Regions from separate parts of the Mus musculus genome. Here all the other regions are linked to region 3. Evidence: chromatin contacts called from public HiChIP or PLAC-seq and promoter capture Hi-C data. All regions are on one chromosome and are shown on one strand. The core of a region is the stretch at or near the end of the contact, and the rest is flanking DNA. Distances in the headings are between cores, read along the strand shown. Region 1 overlaps Tbccd1 (TBCC domain containing 1). Region 2 holds the start of Tmem41a (transmembrane protein 41a). Region 3 holds the start of Etv5 (ets variant 5). Region 4 overlaps Igf2bp2 (insulin-like growth factor 2 mRNA binding protein 2). Region 5 overlaps Igf2bp2 (insulin-like growth factor 2 mRNA binding protein 2).

What was found. Promoter capture Hi-C pulls out the DNA fragments that hold promoters and counts their contacts. HiChIP or PLAC-seq counts read pairs in DNA pulled down with a chosen protein or histone mark.
Region 1: a contact with region 3 is called in an HNF4G HiChIP or PLAC-seq map of pancreatic cancer cells. The contact joins the enhancer-like site here to the promoter of Etv5 in region 3. A contact is called at or near these places in 9 of 39 promoter capture datasets (the 3T3-L1 cell line, 3T3-L1-derived adipocytes, the HPC-7 cell line and 3 more), 2 of 484 Hi-C or Micro-C datasets (embryonic fibroblasts and nephron progenitors), 7 of 115 datasets of contacts at active chromatin or transcription factors (the NIH/3T3 cell line, astrocytes, bone marrow-derived macrophages and 4 more) and 2 of 9 other capture datasets (adipose tissue and pancreatic islet).
Region 2: a contact with region 3 is called in an HNF4G HiChIP or PLAC-seq map of pancreatic cancer cells. The contact joins the promoter of Tmem41a here to the promoter of Etv5 in region 3. A contact is called at or near these places in 2 of 115 datasets of contacts at active chromatin or transcription factors (bone marrow-derived macrophages and pancreatic cancer cells).
Region 4: a contact with region 3 is called in an HNF4G HiChIP or PLAC-seq map of pancreatic cancer cells. The contact joins the enhancer-like site here to the promoter of Etv5 in region 3. A contact is called at or near these places in 2 of 39 promoter capture datasets (the SN4741 cell line and hippocampal neurons), 1 of 484 Hi-C or Micro-C datasets (cardiomyocytes), 2 of 115 datasets of contacts at active chromatin or transcription factors (bone marrow-derived macrophages and pancreatic cancer cells) and 1 of 9 other capture datasets (adipose tissue).
Region 5: a promoter capture Hi-C map of 3T3-L1-derived adipocytes shows a contact between it and region 3, with 3 times the contacts expected there. The contact joins the enhancer-like site here to the promoter of Etv5 in region 3. A contact is called at or near these places in 3 of 39 promoter capture datasets (the 3T3-L1 cell line and 3T3-L1-derived adipocytes), 1 of 484 Hi-C or Micro-C datasets (muscle stem cells) and 2 of 115 datasets of contacts at active chromatin or transcription factors (embryonic forebrain and pancreatic cancer cells).

The regions. Positions count from the first base shown.
Region 1 is chr16:22,837,911-22,840,610 of GRCm38.p6, forward strand. The region is part of intron 2 of Tbccd1 (TBCC domain containing 1); the gene reads right to left. Among named protein-coding and RNA genes, the nearest start is that of Tbccd1, 18 kb to the right of the region's middle. Within about 2 kb of position 1,446, at least 60 of the 459 cell types and tissues checked have an H3K27ac peak or open chromatin away from gene starts, as enhancers often do. A contact at or near this core is called in the NIH/3T3 cell line, bone marrow-derived macrophages, embryonic fibroblasts and 1 more, where this site is marked.
Region 2 is chr16:21,946,274-21,948,973 of GRCm38.p6, forward strand. It overlaps Tmem41a (transmembrane protein 41a), which reads right to left and starts at 1,279. Exons shown (of 5, transcript NM_025693.4): 1 at 1,095-1,279. The coding sequence starts at 1,213.
Region 3 is chr16:22,438,318-22,441,017 of GRCm38.p6, forward strand. It overlaps Etv5 (ets variant 5), which reads right to left and starts at 1,253. Exons shown (of 13, transcript NM_023794.2): 1 at 1,200-1,253.
Region 4 is chr16:22,107,056-22,109,755 of GRCm38.p6, forward strand. All of the region lies in intron 2 of Igf2bp2 (insulin-like growth factor 2 mRNA binding protein 2), which reads right to left. Among named protein-coding and RNA genes, the nearest start is that of Igf2bp2, 55 kb to the right of the region's middle. Within about 2 kb of position 1,291, at least 68 of the 459 cell types and tissues checked have an H3K27ac peak or open chromatin away from gene starts, as enhancers often do. A contact at or near this core is called in the SN4741 cell line, bone marrow-derived macrophages and pancreatic cancer cells, where this site is marked.
Region 5 is chr16:22,066,383-22,069,082 of GRCm38.p6, forward strand. It overlaps Igf2bp2 (insulin-like growth factor 2 mRNA binding protein 2), which reads right to left. Exons shown (of 16, transcript NM_183029.2): 12 at 1,761-1,877. Among named protein-coding and RNA genes, the nearest start is that of Senp2, 58 kb to the left of the region's middle. Within about 2 kb of position 1,264, at least 76 of the 459 cell types and tissues checked have an H3K27ac peak or open chromatin away from gene starts, as enhancers often do. A contact at or near this core is called in 3T3-L1-derived adipocytes and muscle stem cells, where this site is marked.

The DNA.
Region 1 (2,700 bases), core at 196-2,695, 400 kb after region 3:
CAGCACCACTTACTGAAGATGACAGTACCTCTCCAATGTGTTTTTCATGTGTCTGTTAAAGATGAGATGGCTGTAGCTGTGCTTGCGTTTTTCTCTGGGTCCTCTAGTCTGTAAGTCTACATGCTTGTTTTTGTTACTATGGTTCCATACTACAACTTAAGATCAGGTATTGTGGTATCTCCAGCCTTGCTCTTTCTCCATAGAGCTGCTTTGGCTATTCAGGGTCATTTGTGCCTCTATATGAATTCTAAGATAATTTTCCCTCATATTGCAAAGAATTTCATCAAAACTTTGAATTGTGTGAAGCCTGTAGATCACTTTTGGTAATATTGCCATTTTATTTACATATATATATTACTTCTGTTGATCTGTGAGGGTTGGTGCCATTTTTCTTTTCTGTGTCTTCTTCAATCCCCTCTTTCAGTGTTAAAGTGTAGAGGCCTTTCACCTCCTTGATTATGCTTACTCCAAGGCTGGCTGATTGCTTTCTTCTTTCTTTCTCAGCAAGTTCAATCTTAGAAAATAGAAAAACTACTGATTTTTGAATGTTTTTTTCTTGTATTCTGCTTCTTTTCTGAAAGTGTTTGGTGGAGTCACTAGGATCTTTTATAGATAATATACATGCATTTTATTTATTTATTTATGTATTATTTTGAGGCCAAGTTGTTTAGGCTGGACGTAAACTCCCTCTGTAGCACAGTTGCCCTGAGCCTATGATCCTCCTGCCTGTTTGGCAGCTCGGATTACACCTGTGCCATGAGACCTTGCTCAGACTAAGCCTGTGTCCTCTCAATCTGTCATGATGAGCATTAAAACCCAACACGGGATATCGTGGGAGACCATGTTCCAACTATGGTCCAACCACAGTAAGTGCACAAAAGCACAGGGAACAGTGACCATCAAATGCTGGAAGGCAGGGAAAACAGGCAATGTCAAAGCTTACAAAGCCTCAGTCGTACAAGGTAATTTAGTTCTGTGGGTCTGTACTACAGAGGTGGGTACCACGCCTCTAGCTAACAATACTGCAATATAAAGTTTTCTAAAAAGTTAGAATGCATGTGCTCTTAATATATACACAAGTAAAATAATAATGCATGCTGGAGAAATTTAGGAAGGTGACAGATGGACCTGTGGCCGTTACCATGGTGATGGCTTCGGCGTAAAGACCTGCTCTCAAGCTCATCATGGGAGGAGAAGACACCGGTTCCCTCCAATCTGCAGCTCTTCCCAGCTGTGACAAGAATAGGCATGATCTACAAAGAAGCTATTTCTTCCCACAGGAGAAGATGTAGACTTTGTCAAGCACACCCTGGAGGAGAGCTATGGCTCAAGTGTAGCCTCTGTGTAAAATGAACAATAAACTGTTGTTACATTATGTAGCCTCTACATTTCAATGTTTCCTTCCCCCACCCAGCAAAGCCATTTAACACTAAGTAGCTCCAAAATACAGAAATGTGGTTTCTTGAGTCACTGCTCACACAAGAGCCCAGAGATTCATCCTATCAAGTGCAGCTGTGTAGGACTGTTGATCAAATAATAAACAGTTATCAGCCTAAGCCGCTGTTGCTATAATTAATGTACTATAAATAATTAATATACTCTGTGAAGTCATTTCTATCATAAGAATGAAAAACCCTCAAGCCCTTTTCTGAACTTGTATTCTGACCTTTTTGCATACCAGTCATTCCTACTAGCTATGGAGTCGATGATGGCAGAGGTGCTGGTCTCTGTGGTTTGGGTGAGTGAGTCATGAGTTGAAGTTGGATGCCCAGCGTGGCAATGTGAGGAGACAGTGGATCTGTGAGAGGTCTGTGGGCCCTAGTGGGAGGTCTCTAGGTCTTGCTGAGTACTGCCTTCAGAAGAGATGCAGTTCTTCCAGGATTCTTTGAGTTAGCTCTTGCAAGAGGGTTGTGCCCATACCCACCTAGAGATTTATAGAAGGCAGAATTCAAAAGTGACAAACTGGGGTGCTTGGCAGAGAAAGTACTGAAACAGCAAAGCTGCCAAGCTGCCCCTGGGTTACATCTGAACTGCAGAAAGAAGGCTTTAGAAGCACCATCTAAAAATAGAATTTCTCAATGTAAAAGGAAACAACGCAAAAGGATTTGAAAGATTTACAGCTCCTCCAGGAAAGGAGCAAAGAAGTGCCACGGAGAGGTGCATCCAGGAGGGATCAGCATGGATAAAGTGAGGCCAGAAGCACGGGGACAAGAGGAAAGGGACTTGGAGGGCACCTCAGAGGTCTGCAGAGCTACCTCTCCACCACAGGCTCAGGGCCTTCAGACAGAACTGTCTGTCTCGGGAACAGGCTCCGAGCACTCTCTGTAAGCTCTCACACACTGCTCCCTGCTTTCCAGAAGAACACACTTTAGCCACCTTAGCTATGTCAAGCAGGCCCAGGTACAGCTGATGAACTGATCCAGATGAGTAATCACCAGCATTTAGTGTAATGTATGCTGGAGGCACGTGTAACATTAGGGCTAGGGAGACACAGCAGTTTCCACACAGATTTGAGAATAAAACAGAAGGGGTCCTGTTATCCACTATCCACTGCCAACAGACCCTGAACAGAAATAATGGGACATCCGCCAGGACTCTGGAACTGGGAACTACCAGTCTACAGTGTCAGTCTGGGAAAGCTGCAGTCATGAGACTCTAAGCTGAGAGCTGGAGTATGAGCTGAGCCTAGCAGAGTCATAG
Region 2 (2,700 bases), core at 29-2,528, 490 kb before region 3:
ATGACAGCTGACCCAAGATAAAACAACAGAGGCAGACAGGAGAGCCCTGGAGTGGGAACAAGTGCCCTGGGCTGGCACCCTCACTCTACAGTGTTCCTGTTGTGTGACCTTGGAGTGACCACGGGTCTTGTTTTCCTTGCCTAAAAAGGGTCTGGTGCTGGATAACCACTACACACCCTCTTCACTTATTTAGGGGTTTTAAGATGGAACCCCACAGCCTCCACCATGCTGAGAGCATCGGCTCCAGCACTGACTTGCATCCTCGGTCTCTTTTTATCTTGTCCGAAGACACAAGTATATTCATCTCCAGGCAACTGCATATCATCATGAATTGCCGTCCTTTCTAGGAGACCCTCTCCCAAGCAAACACACAACTATTTAGACAGCATGTTACCCAGATGTACTAGGCAAAAAACAACAATTTCATCACTTTAAAAGAATCCCCGTGGACACATACCTCCCATCATAATAAATACAGCTTTCTTGATAACATGGCTGGAGGCCAACCCTTTCCGAGAGCCTCCCTCTTCACCCTGCGCTAGGCCTGGTACACCGTGGATCCCGTCCAAAGGTCACAGAACAAAGACTACCCTGCCTCTGCCATCTCAACAGTTCTTTGCTCCAGCAGAGATAAACTATGAGCAAGCCCCTCCTAGTTCTCATGAGTACCTCTGACATCCACAAGAGAGTTTTTTCAGCTCCACAAAAAGACAATGGTAACTGAAAACAACTCGAATGCAGTTAACGCCTCTTGGTAATGCGGCAACGTGCCAGACACACTCTATGCACTTTCAAAGTAATAAGCAGCAGTCGGAAACCCGACCGACAAGCCTTCTGCCTCGCCCAGCTGTCATGGGAAGCAGAGACAGGCAGGAAGAGGGCAAACTGGATCATAGCCTCGTCACTCCAAGTCCGGGCTGCACCTCTGAAGACTGGCTGCTGTGGTAATTGGGTTGAGGAAGGAGAGCCACGGTAGCCGAGATGGCTGGGGCTGGAAGGCGACCGCGTGTGCAGAGAAGTGCAAGGGCCCCCGAGGCATCACTGCCAACCCTCCGACCTCCTCCCAGGCCACCGCCCGGTGTCCTCCCTCTCACCGGCCTTCGGGCTCCCCGGCCGCCGCCAGCCTCGGCCCCAAGGGCAGCCGCGTGGAGAGCAGGTATAATGCGAAGGTGCAGCCTCCGAATACGAGGAGCAAGCCGAGCAGCGCGCGCATGCCGCGGCCTGGCCGGAGAGCGCGCTCCCCCCGTGGCAACGCAGAGCCCTCCCCGTGCGCCGACTGGGCGGGCGGAGCGCGTTCTTGGACGGGCAGGGCGTGGCCCTCGCAAAGCTCCGCCCTCGGCCCGCCGCAGGCCCCGCCCCCGCCAGGGACTGATCGCTCTAGTCTAAAGTGCTCCTGCTGGCTCTACACTGAACACCTCCAACGCCTTCCCTGTGACAGAGCTGGGAGATCTGGGGCTGAGTTGTGAGCCTGCCACAACCTAGCTTGCAGCATGGCGGTCAGTCTTGTCCACAGTCTGTCCCACAAAGCAAATGAAGCCAACAAATGTGAGACTGACACCGATGGTTGTGGAAAGAAGGTAATGACCACCACAGAAATAAACAGACATGCCTTCTATTCAGTACCTGAAGTGTGCTCATTATCCCCAGTACTCATAAACACATTTCAGTGTGCCTCAACGGATGAAAACGCTTACTGCCATAACTCTTGTGTAGGAGCTAGCGTGCACACACTAGCTGTAACACACATCTGAGTCTTAGAAAGAGTCTGTGGTGCTAGACATGGTGTTCATGTGACTGACCCCAGCACTTGAAGAGAAGGAAGGCCCAGGGTTCAGTCATCTTTAAATACTAAGCAAAAATTCAGAAAGGGGCAGGGTAGCCGGGTAGTGAGAATGACATCTCTCAAAAAGAAAACCCAGATTCAAAACTCCAAAACTAGTGTGGTCCTTGCACTGTGTGGAGTCTGAAAGAGGTGAGCACTGCGTTTACTCTCTGGATGAGCAAGCAGAGGGGCAAGTGAGATGGCCCTAAGTAAGGCAACCTTCAGGGAAGCCGAAGGTTTGGGAGAAATGAATGGCTATTGTCCACTTGGAGAGTGCTAGAAGATAGTTTGGGCAAGGGACCCCAGGAAACTGTGGGGAGATGAGCCTGGCAGCATTCAGTAAGAACCATTCTGCTAGGCAGACATCGTGTTGTGTGTTTGCAGTCCCAGCACATGGAACCCTGAGGCAGAATGGAGACTGAAGACAGCCTGGGGTTACAGTGACAAACTGTCTTCAAAAAACAGGGAGGAGGAGAAAAGGAGGGACAGTGTCCGTTCTCCTTTGAGAATGTCAGAGCAAGTGGTTAGAGTAGGCTCCAAGTTAACAGTAAATACCTCAGGTTGCGGGGAGGGAGGGACGGAAAGGACCACGGCAGTGGGAACAGGGCAAAAGGGACAGGCTGCACAGTGGGGATGAGAAGTGACAGCACATAGGACCGACCCATTGGGTGAGTTCTTCAGAGTCAAAAGGCATGAAGCACTTCAGAGCACTTCTTTGGTTCAAACAGGGAGCATGCATCAAAGACCTAGCAAGTTGACATCCAAGAACTGAACCCACAAATATGCTTGGCCTTGTTTTGATATCAAGGGACTGGGAGCAACCCAAATGTCGATCATCTCAGGACTCGGAGGTTAAGGGGCAGTTTTACATATTCTGA
Region 3 (2,700 bases), core at 3-2,502:
AAAGCCTGCAGGGAAGGCTTCGGTTCATCCTGGAGTTTAAACCACTTCCTTTGTGTCGTCGTAGTCGCTCCCCCCCCCCAGCCCCCAAATCCAGGGTGCCCCCAGGAAAACTTTAACTGGGCGCAGCGACCGGATCGAGGCCCCTCCCCGTGGCGCGCAGCGAGCCTGGTTTTATGAATGGGAGATGGAGCCGCGGCCGCCACCGCAGGTAGAGGCTGTAACTGGATCCCTCGCGCCCGGCCCCATTCACAAAACAAGACACACTTCCACCCAATTCCCAGCCTTCCCATTCATGAAAACTCCTTCAGCTGCGCCCCCGCCCCCACTCCCAACGCACGCTTAGCCTCCGACGCAGGCCCCTCACCCCAGCGTTTTAGGAAGAAAGCTCAATGCTTCATTCACAAAAAAAAAAAAAAAAAAGGGAGAAAAAAAAAAAAGCCTCAGAGCTCAGAGCCCAAGAAAGAAACCTGCTTCATTCATAAAGTCACCCACATTCAGAAAACGAGGTGCAGCGCTGGCCGATACCAGCAGCCTCATTTGCTCCTGATCACACATGCCGCCTCCCCTCATCACCCCCTACTTAATCAGTACCCCCTTTGCGGGGGAGACCCCGAATCATTCACGAGGTTCCAGCACACTCTCGGCAGCCTCGGAACCGGTTCTCTCTTCCCCCAGGCCGTGGCTCAGGCGGCCCCAATACCCTCAGCCCTAAGAGGAGGGAGTGGGGGGCTGCGGGCCCGCTGCCCAGTCTCCAACTTGCCAGGCCTGCAGAAGTTCGGGCAGATCCTGCACCCTCAGGCTGCACATGTCGGTGTCATTTAACTCTCGGGGTTCTGAAGCAGAACCCCTGAAACTGCTGCTCGCCTCCCCCCACCCCCCATATTAAGAGTCGCGGAGCGTTTCTTCTCGCGAGCCTCCCAGGGCCCTCGGGGGCCCACAACTTCGCGCCCCGCACCCCGTTCTTGCACCCCGCTTCTGTAGCCTGAGCCGGGCACCCCGCTCCCTGCACCCGCTCCAGCACCCCGGGTGCCTCCTCCGCGGCGTGCGGAAACCCGTTCTCCGCTCGCTCCGGAACCGCTAGCCGCCCCCGCCCGAAGCCTCCCAGGAACCGAACCGAACCGGGCCTCGGGGGGAGGGGGCGGCTAGCTCCGGGAGTCACCCCAAGCACGCCCAACTGAGGACCCAGAACCAGTCCGCACCTGAGCGGCCACTCCGCGCGCCCGCCTGCGCGCCTCCGTGGCGGGCTGGGCCGCAGCGATCGGGGATGAAGACCGCTCTGCGCGCCGGCCTCCGGACTCTGCGCCGCCCTGCAACCCGCTGCAGCACTGGCCCGGCCCCCGCCGGCTCCGCCCGCCGCCATTGGCCCGCAGCCCAGAGCACACACGTCCCCATTGGTCGGCGGCCATCCCCGCGGCTGCCCATCACCTCTTGTTTACCCTGTCTTCAGGCAAATCCAGCTGGGCCGCCCCATCATCTGCGGCGCCCATTGGCTAACGGTCGGCCTCCCTCAACGCCCTCAGAGGTCTGTTTTACATAATTTATGCGCTGGGCGCCATTGACCAATCAGCACCGGCTTGTTTATATAATGAATGTAAGGACGTTTTTCATTCATAAAAAACGCGACCTGAGGGGGAAGCTTAGCTGAGTCAGTGAAGCTCTTAAAGGGGCCACTCGCGAAGTTCCCCCTGGCCTCGGCCTGCACCGCTCCTCCCGCCACCCCCGCGCGGGGCCGCTTGGCGCCAGGCGTTCGCAGCTGCAGCAGCGAGCTAAGTTATCATTTTAGAACTCAGGCGAGAGGAATTCGTCATTCCACACACAGAAACTCGCTGACCCTGCCTGGGCGTTCGGCCCATAGAAACACAAAAAACGGAAACCGAGCCCTCTAATCTTAGCTACCTTGAAGAGAAGCCTTAATTTTTTTTTTAAACCAGGTTTCCAGTGGGAAAAAAAAGTAGTTACCTTCCTTTAAAAACCTGAGCTTTTCCAGATCTTAGTGATGTACCCATGTTGCCAAAGCCTAAGGCCCGACCCGATCGCGTCTTCTCGGGCTAATAATTGCCTCTGAGCTCTACAGGCAAGAGGCTACAGCCAGAAACCCGGTTCGTGGATCGCACCGGGCCGGTAGAGGGCCTTGGAAGCACAAATCCCTTTGAAACGTGCGTGCAGTTAGACCGCTTGCTTCTCTCCCGGGCTGCTTGTTTTCCATTTAAGTGTTGAATGCAAGATGGTGTGTTTGCGAATTAGATCCCGTGCAGCTGGGAACCGGGAGAAGCAGTGTTGCTTGCCAAAGGATCGGGCATTGACTGCAGTTGTTGAGATTCTTAACAGGGTGTTCCAGGAAACAAATAAAACAATCCTCTGCCCCTTCCAACTCCTCGTCCTGCTCCTGCCACCGACAATGGCCGTTCTCTTCTTTTCCCAAGGACGCTAGGGTGCTTGTGAACGAGTTCTGTTCTCTACTAACCGGGCAGCAAGGTGTCAGCGTTTGGAGAGTTGAGCCTCAGCAAAGCGGGTCCCAAGTTGTTACCCTAAGGGTGCCCAGTGCCCCACAGTGAAACACGTGGTGTGGATTTCTAGTCCGCGGCCTTTCCCCCCTAAGCTTGTGGATCAGAGCTGGTACTTGGTGTGTTGATTACAGTCCTTGACCAGTTTGAATGCTGGGATGAGACCTGCACCCAGGTTCAGTGGGCTGAGTTATCG
Region 4 (2,700 bases), core at 41-2,540, 330 kb before region 3:
TCATCCCCAGGTCTACCTCCATGGTCATCACCAGATTCCAAACATGTCCCCAAATTGACACTCAAAAAGTGAGTGACTAAGGAAGCACTAGAGGTGAACAGTGTGGGAACAGATGAATCTAAGCCACGGGCACACACATCCTTAACTCCACCCTGACCACACTACACTGCTCACACCAAAAAGACTCCTCTGAAAACTAGCTGGCTTGCTCGCACCCAGAAGTTTTACTCAGTGGACCCTCAGGTCACCTATTAAAATACTGTTGTTAGATCAAAATAACCAGATTATAAAGTAGGTTGCCCCCACATCTGGTTGGATCCAGAACAGTCCTCATTAGGACTGGCATGCCAGCTAAGTTCCTTCCAAGAGCAGCAGTGGGCTCCCGATGGCTCCCTCCCGACAGGTACCACATGCCCTTCAGGTTTCTGCTGAGTTGATGGGTACCTCCCTTGCCTGACTGCCACAAAGCAGAGACAATGCCAAGGTGACCGTGCAATTGTCCAGGCAGGAATAAAGGTATCCTACAAGACACTTCTGCCTCCTGTCCCTGGCTATAAGACTGTTGTCACAATAGACCCAAGACATCGGGGTTCCCAGGAGTCCCATGCTAGGAAATGCAAAGACTCGGACTCTGGTTCCAGCCACAGGGTGAGCTGATTTCAGTCTGACAGACTGGTGCTCTAACTGCAGCGATGGGGTGGGTCACGCCTTTCCTAGGACTGATAGTTATTCATTCATGCCTCCTGCCTGCTATTTAAACCTAAATTGCATGTTAGGACAGGGAGATGGCCGGAGGGAGAGTTCTCTCTCTGGATCTCTGTTCTTCCTCCTAATGTGGCCACACTGAATAAACCTCTTTTTCTACTTTTCATAATTATTTGTTTAATTGGCCTATAGAGGTGGTTGGGTGGCTAAAGCTGGCTTAATAAGGCTGCCAGAGCCAAGGCTCTGATCCTGTATGCTCTTCTCTTGGCAGCTTTAACCTAAGGTTTTATGTGTCAGCCCTGGTGTCTGTCCCCTCCGCTGGCAGTATGTACAAGATTGTTCCATACCCATGCAGGGACGATTCAAGGGCAACTGAACTGCGTAAGCAACCTACTGCTGCACTTCACCAAGTGTGGCAGTTTATCTATCGCTACACTCCTATCTTGTTTATAATCTGAGATCCCAGCAGGGGGCACCATGAGAGAGACGCTGATAGAATTAAAACACCCAAATGCTCATGACATTCTCTGTGACATCGTGCTGAGTCAGCCTGGCTTCCCCCCAACTGCAACCAGACTCCACCTTCTGACCCTGATATGCAAAACTGTGTAATCAGAACTAGGTGACAAATCCATGCTGGGAAGAGCAGGCATGACCTCAGCCTTCAAAATTAGAACTACAAGAGCCCTCAGCAGCTCAGAGCGGCTCCTACACAGCTTTTCCCACTTCCTTTAGGACTTTAATTCTCAAGCTAATAAATTTTACCATAAAAATAAGATGATTTTTTTTTTACATTGAACACTGTTTTTTCTTTTAGAGGTTTTTAAAAATTAATTTTAGGAGCTAAGTTTTAGTTGGCTTGGTGGTTAAAAGCACTGGTCGCCTCTTGTAGAGGACCTGGGTTCAGTTCCCAGCACCCACACAGCAGCCCACAGCTAACTCCAGTTCTAGGGGATCCAATGCCGTTTTCTGACTTCTGCCAGCAGCCAACAAAACTCTCAGACATACATGATTTTTTTTTAATTAGTATTTTAGGTTAGTGCGTGAAGTCTTGGGTTATGTTATAGCATTTTCATGTGCAGCATTCATTTTTAATTCCTGTTTTGATAACTGCAAAGATGTGGTGCTTGTGTCCTTCACATTCATTTTTTTAAGATTTATTTACTTATTTTATGTATATGAGTACACTGTAGCTGTACAGATGGTTGTGAGCCATATGCGGTTGCAGGGAATTGAACTCAGGATCTCTGCTCCCTCCGGTCCAAAGATTTATTTATTGTTATGGGTAAGTACACTGTAGCTGTCTTCAGACACCCCAGAAGAGAGCATCATATCTTATTACAGGTGGTTGTGAGCCACCATGTGATTGCTGGTATTTGAACTCAGGACCTTCAGAAGAGCAGTCAGTGCTTTTACCCACTGAGCCATCTGTCTCACCAGCCCCCTTCACATTCATTCTTAACGGCCATCAAACATCTCTTTCAGTGCCCTTTGGCTATACTTTCCAACAGTGCCAGCTCCTCTTTAAATTCCTTCTGATCTGTCAACATCTTTCTGTAACCAATGCACGCCCTTACCCTGAAGGAAACACTCTAGGTAGTGCGGTTTCCCAAGAGGTCAGGAGTCCAAGGGTAGCTCAAATCCGTGATCAACTCCAAGTGTTGACATAAAAGTCTACAACACCATGCATGAACATGTGCATGCCTTAATAGTGTAATTAAAACAAACAAAAATATGGGAGGAGATACACTAAATTATAACAGCAGTTAAATTGGGAGTTTCTGATGTCCTGATAAGAGGAACTATTCTAAAGAGAGGAATCTGTAGCCTGCCCCACTGCTTCCATTGAAATAAGAGACAGCAAAGAATGAAGGTTTCTCCAGGAATCCTGTTTATGGGGAGGGGAAAGACCTCTCTCTCTCTCTCTCTCTCTCTCTCTCTCTCTCTCTCTCTCTCTCTCTCTCTCTCTCTCTCTCTCTCTTGTGTGTGTGTGTG
Region 5 (2,700 bases), core at 14-2,513, 370 kb before region 3:
AGCCAACCAAGGAAAAATATAAAATGTACAGTCTGAAGAGAATAGGAGCACCAGGAGGTGTAGTGGAGCTATGTATTTATTGTGTTCAAGGAGATAAAAGTTTAAAGAAAAGCCTTATACTAAATGGAATAAGGAAGATCGTGATCTCAGAGCAAGACCTCACCCAGCCAAGCTTCGGACTTGTGGAGAGGAATTAGACAAAGGCTTAAGCAGTGAAGAAAACCATCAAAGACAGAAAGCTGATGAAATGACTCGAGGGGCCGAGTTCCAGTTGCAGTAAGCGTGAGAACTAGGCAGCTTCAGTCACCTGGTTCTGGCTTTAGAGTCAAGAAAGGGGTTGTGGATCCCTCTGCAGCTAGGGAAAGCCACAGAGGCCAAGCCCCCGTTGGGTTCTTGTTACATTTCCACCCCCAGCACACTCTGACTTAAAAACTCTGTACAGGAAGAGGAAGAGAAGTCAACAACAGAGTTGATCTGGATCTGGTAGCTCCAGGCAGTCATTCCACCTGCTGAGGAGACCAAGAAGGTACTGTGGTCTGGTCTGCCTCAGGACCTCAGGATCCTAGTGGCCAGTGGAATTTCTGTCTAAGATTGAGGCTGACCACTTAGGTGTCTCAATGAGCCTTATTCTCTGTGTCTTGCTTTTTTCCTGTAAACTGAGGTTTGAATAAAGGAAACCCTCAAAGCCCTTCGGTCCAAGCTGTCTCACTGTAGAGTTTTGTTTTGTTTTGTGTTTAACCATCTCAGACTACAGCGTTAGGCACTAAGAAAGATCTCTGGGCACTGCAGACTATGGTCATCCTCATCCTTGCTGTCTGCATCATCTAGGCCAGGGTATTATACGTGCCAAGCCATCGGGCATAAAGCACCCCACACTCTCATCATGCCCAGCCCACCGTGGGCTAGCTAACCCCCAGTGCAAATGTGAACCCCTAACTGCAAGCACAGATGGATGCAGCTTGAGAGTACAGCAAGATGCCATCTTTCCCAGGGCCACCACTGTCCTCATAATGCACAACTCAGAATGCTTTGTTTTTGGTTTTCTTCCCTGTCACACTTGGCTGTGGGAGAAACTCCAGCTCTCAGGGGAAAAGTGTAGGCATTCTCTCTCCAAGTCATGAGACTTGGCATAACTCTGGGTTGTCTCATGGTAGCAAATTCTTTCCCGTAACAATGAAAAGCATTTCCGGAAGCGTTTCACGGGGGCTTTCGGAGTCACGGCCTCGCGCTGAGTCAGAGCAACAGCTGGGCTTGAGGCAGATCTGTGGCAAACAATCACTGACAACTGAGGGGGCAGAACATGGGCTGCAGCCACATCTGCACACATCAGTGTTGCAAACCAAGGGGAATTCCCTCTCCCAGACTTTGGCTCAGTCCTGGCCTCTTAACAGGAGACACTATCAGCTTTGTCTGCCTATGATCTTATCAGCACTTTCCAGAAAGTTCTTCAGTTTGCGTTCCCACAGTCTGTAAGTCCTTGAAGCCTGGGCTAAGGAGCATCAACATGCTGAGTGCTAGGCATAGATGCTCATTCTGCTCATGTGGGCCTTCTCTATCTTCTCGGGAAGAGGGGACAGTGCCAACCCTTGGAGGATCAGGTTTGGTCATTACTAGTTCTTTCTTCTAACTTTGGTTTGATTGAACAGGAAAGGACTAAGATGAAGAATGGGAGCTGACAGGAATGGCCATCTCTAGGTGCTGTGAGAATTCTCTAGCACTGACAGGAGGTGGCCCATGGGGACAGGCAGTAACAATCTTACCTTGATGGAGGCACCAGCAAATCGAGCGAGCTGTTTGATGTGTGCCCCCTTCTTCCCGATGATAGCACCCACAGCCTGGGTTGGGATGAAGAGACTTACAGTCTCCTGCTCTGGGTACTAGAAAAGAACACATACACAGCTATCATTCTGACCTGGCACCTCATGGCCCAGCCAAGTGCGGTTAACAGACCCAACATGGGAAGGCCTCGCAATCTGGGGAGATGGCCAAAGTGCCATGTCAGTGTGTGGCCTGGTGCTCTATAGATGAATCTGAGGAGTGATGTTGAACCTAAGCAAGATTGCATGAGCCTGCAAGGACCTCTGAGCACCCACCCACCCATGTTTGTGGGGCACATGTAGCTGGCTGTCCCTGGGTTCTCAGACACAGATTTGATATATATACTTCCTGGGCCTTCCTCCAAGAACCAAAATGGGTTATTTTGTGGTGACTCAGTGGATTAAAAAAAAAAATGTTTGTCATGTAAGCTTGATGACATGAGTTCAATCTCTGGTGGAAGGAGACAATTCCTGAACACTGTCCTGGGGCTGGAGAGATGGCTCAGAGGTTAAGAGCACCGACTGCTCTTCCAGAGGTCCTGAGTTCAATTCCCGGCAAGCACATGGCGGCTCACAACCATCTGTAATGGGATCTGATGCCCTCTTCTGGTGTGTCTGAAGAGAGCAATGGTGTACTCATATACATAAAATAAATAACTTATTCTAAAAGAAAGAGGGAGGGAGGGAGGGAGGGAGGGAGGGAGGGAGGGAGTTGTCCTGACTTGCACATGGTGCTCGCTGTATGTGCTGTGGTGGGTATGAGCTTTCACATATACAATAATATACAAAATAATAAAAAGCTATTAACCACGCCTGGTCAAAGGACAGAGGGGAAGCTGTCCAGCCCATCCTATAATGAGGAACACCACCTTACAAGGTGATT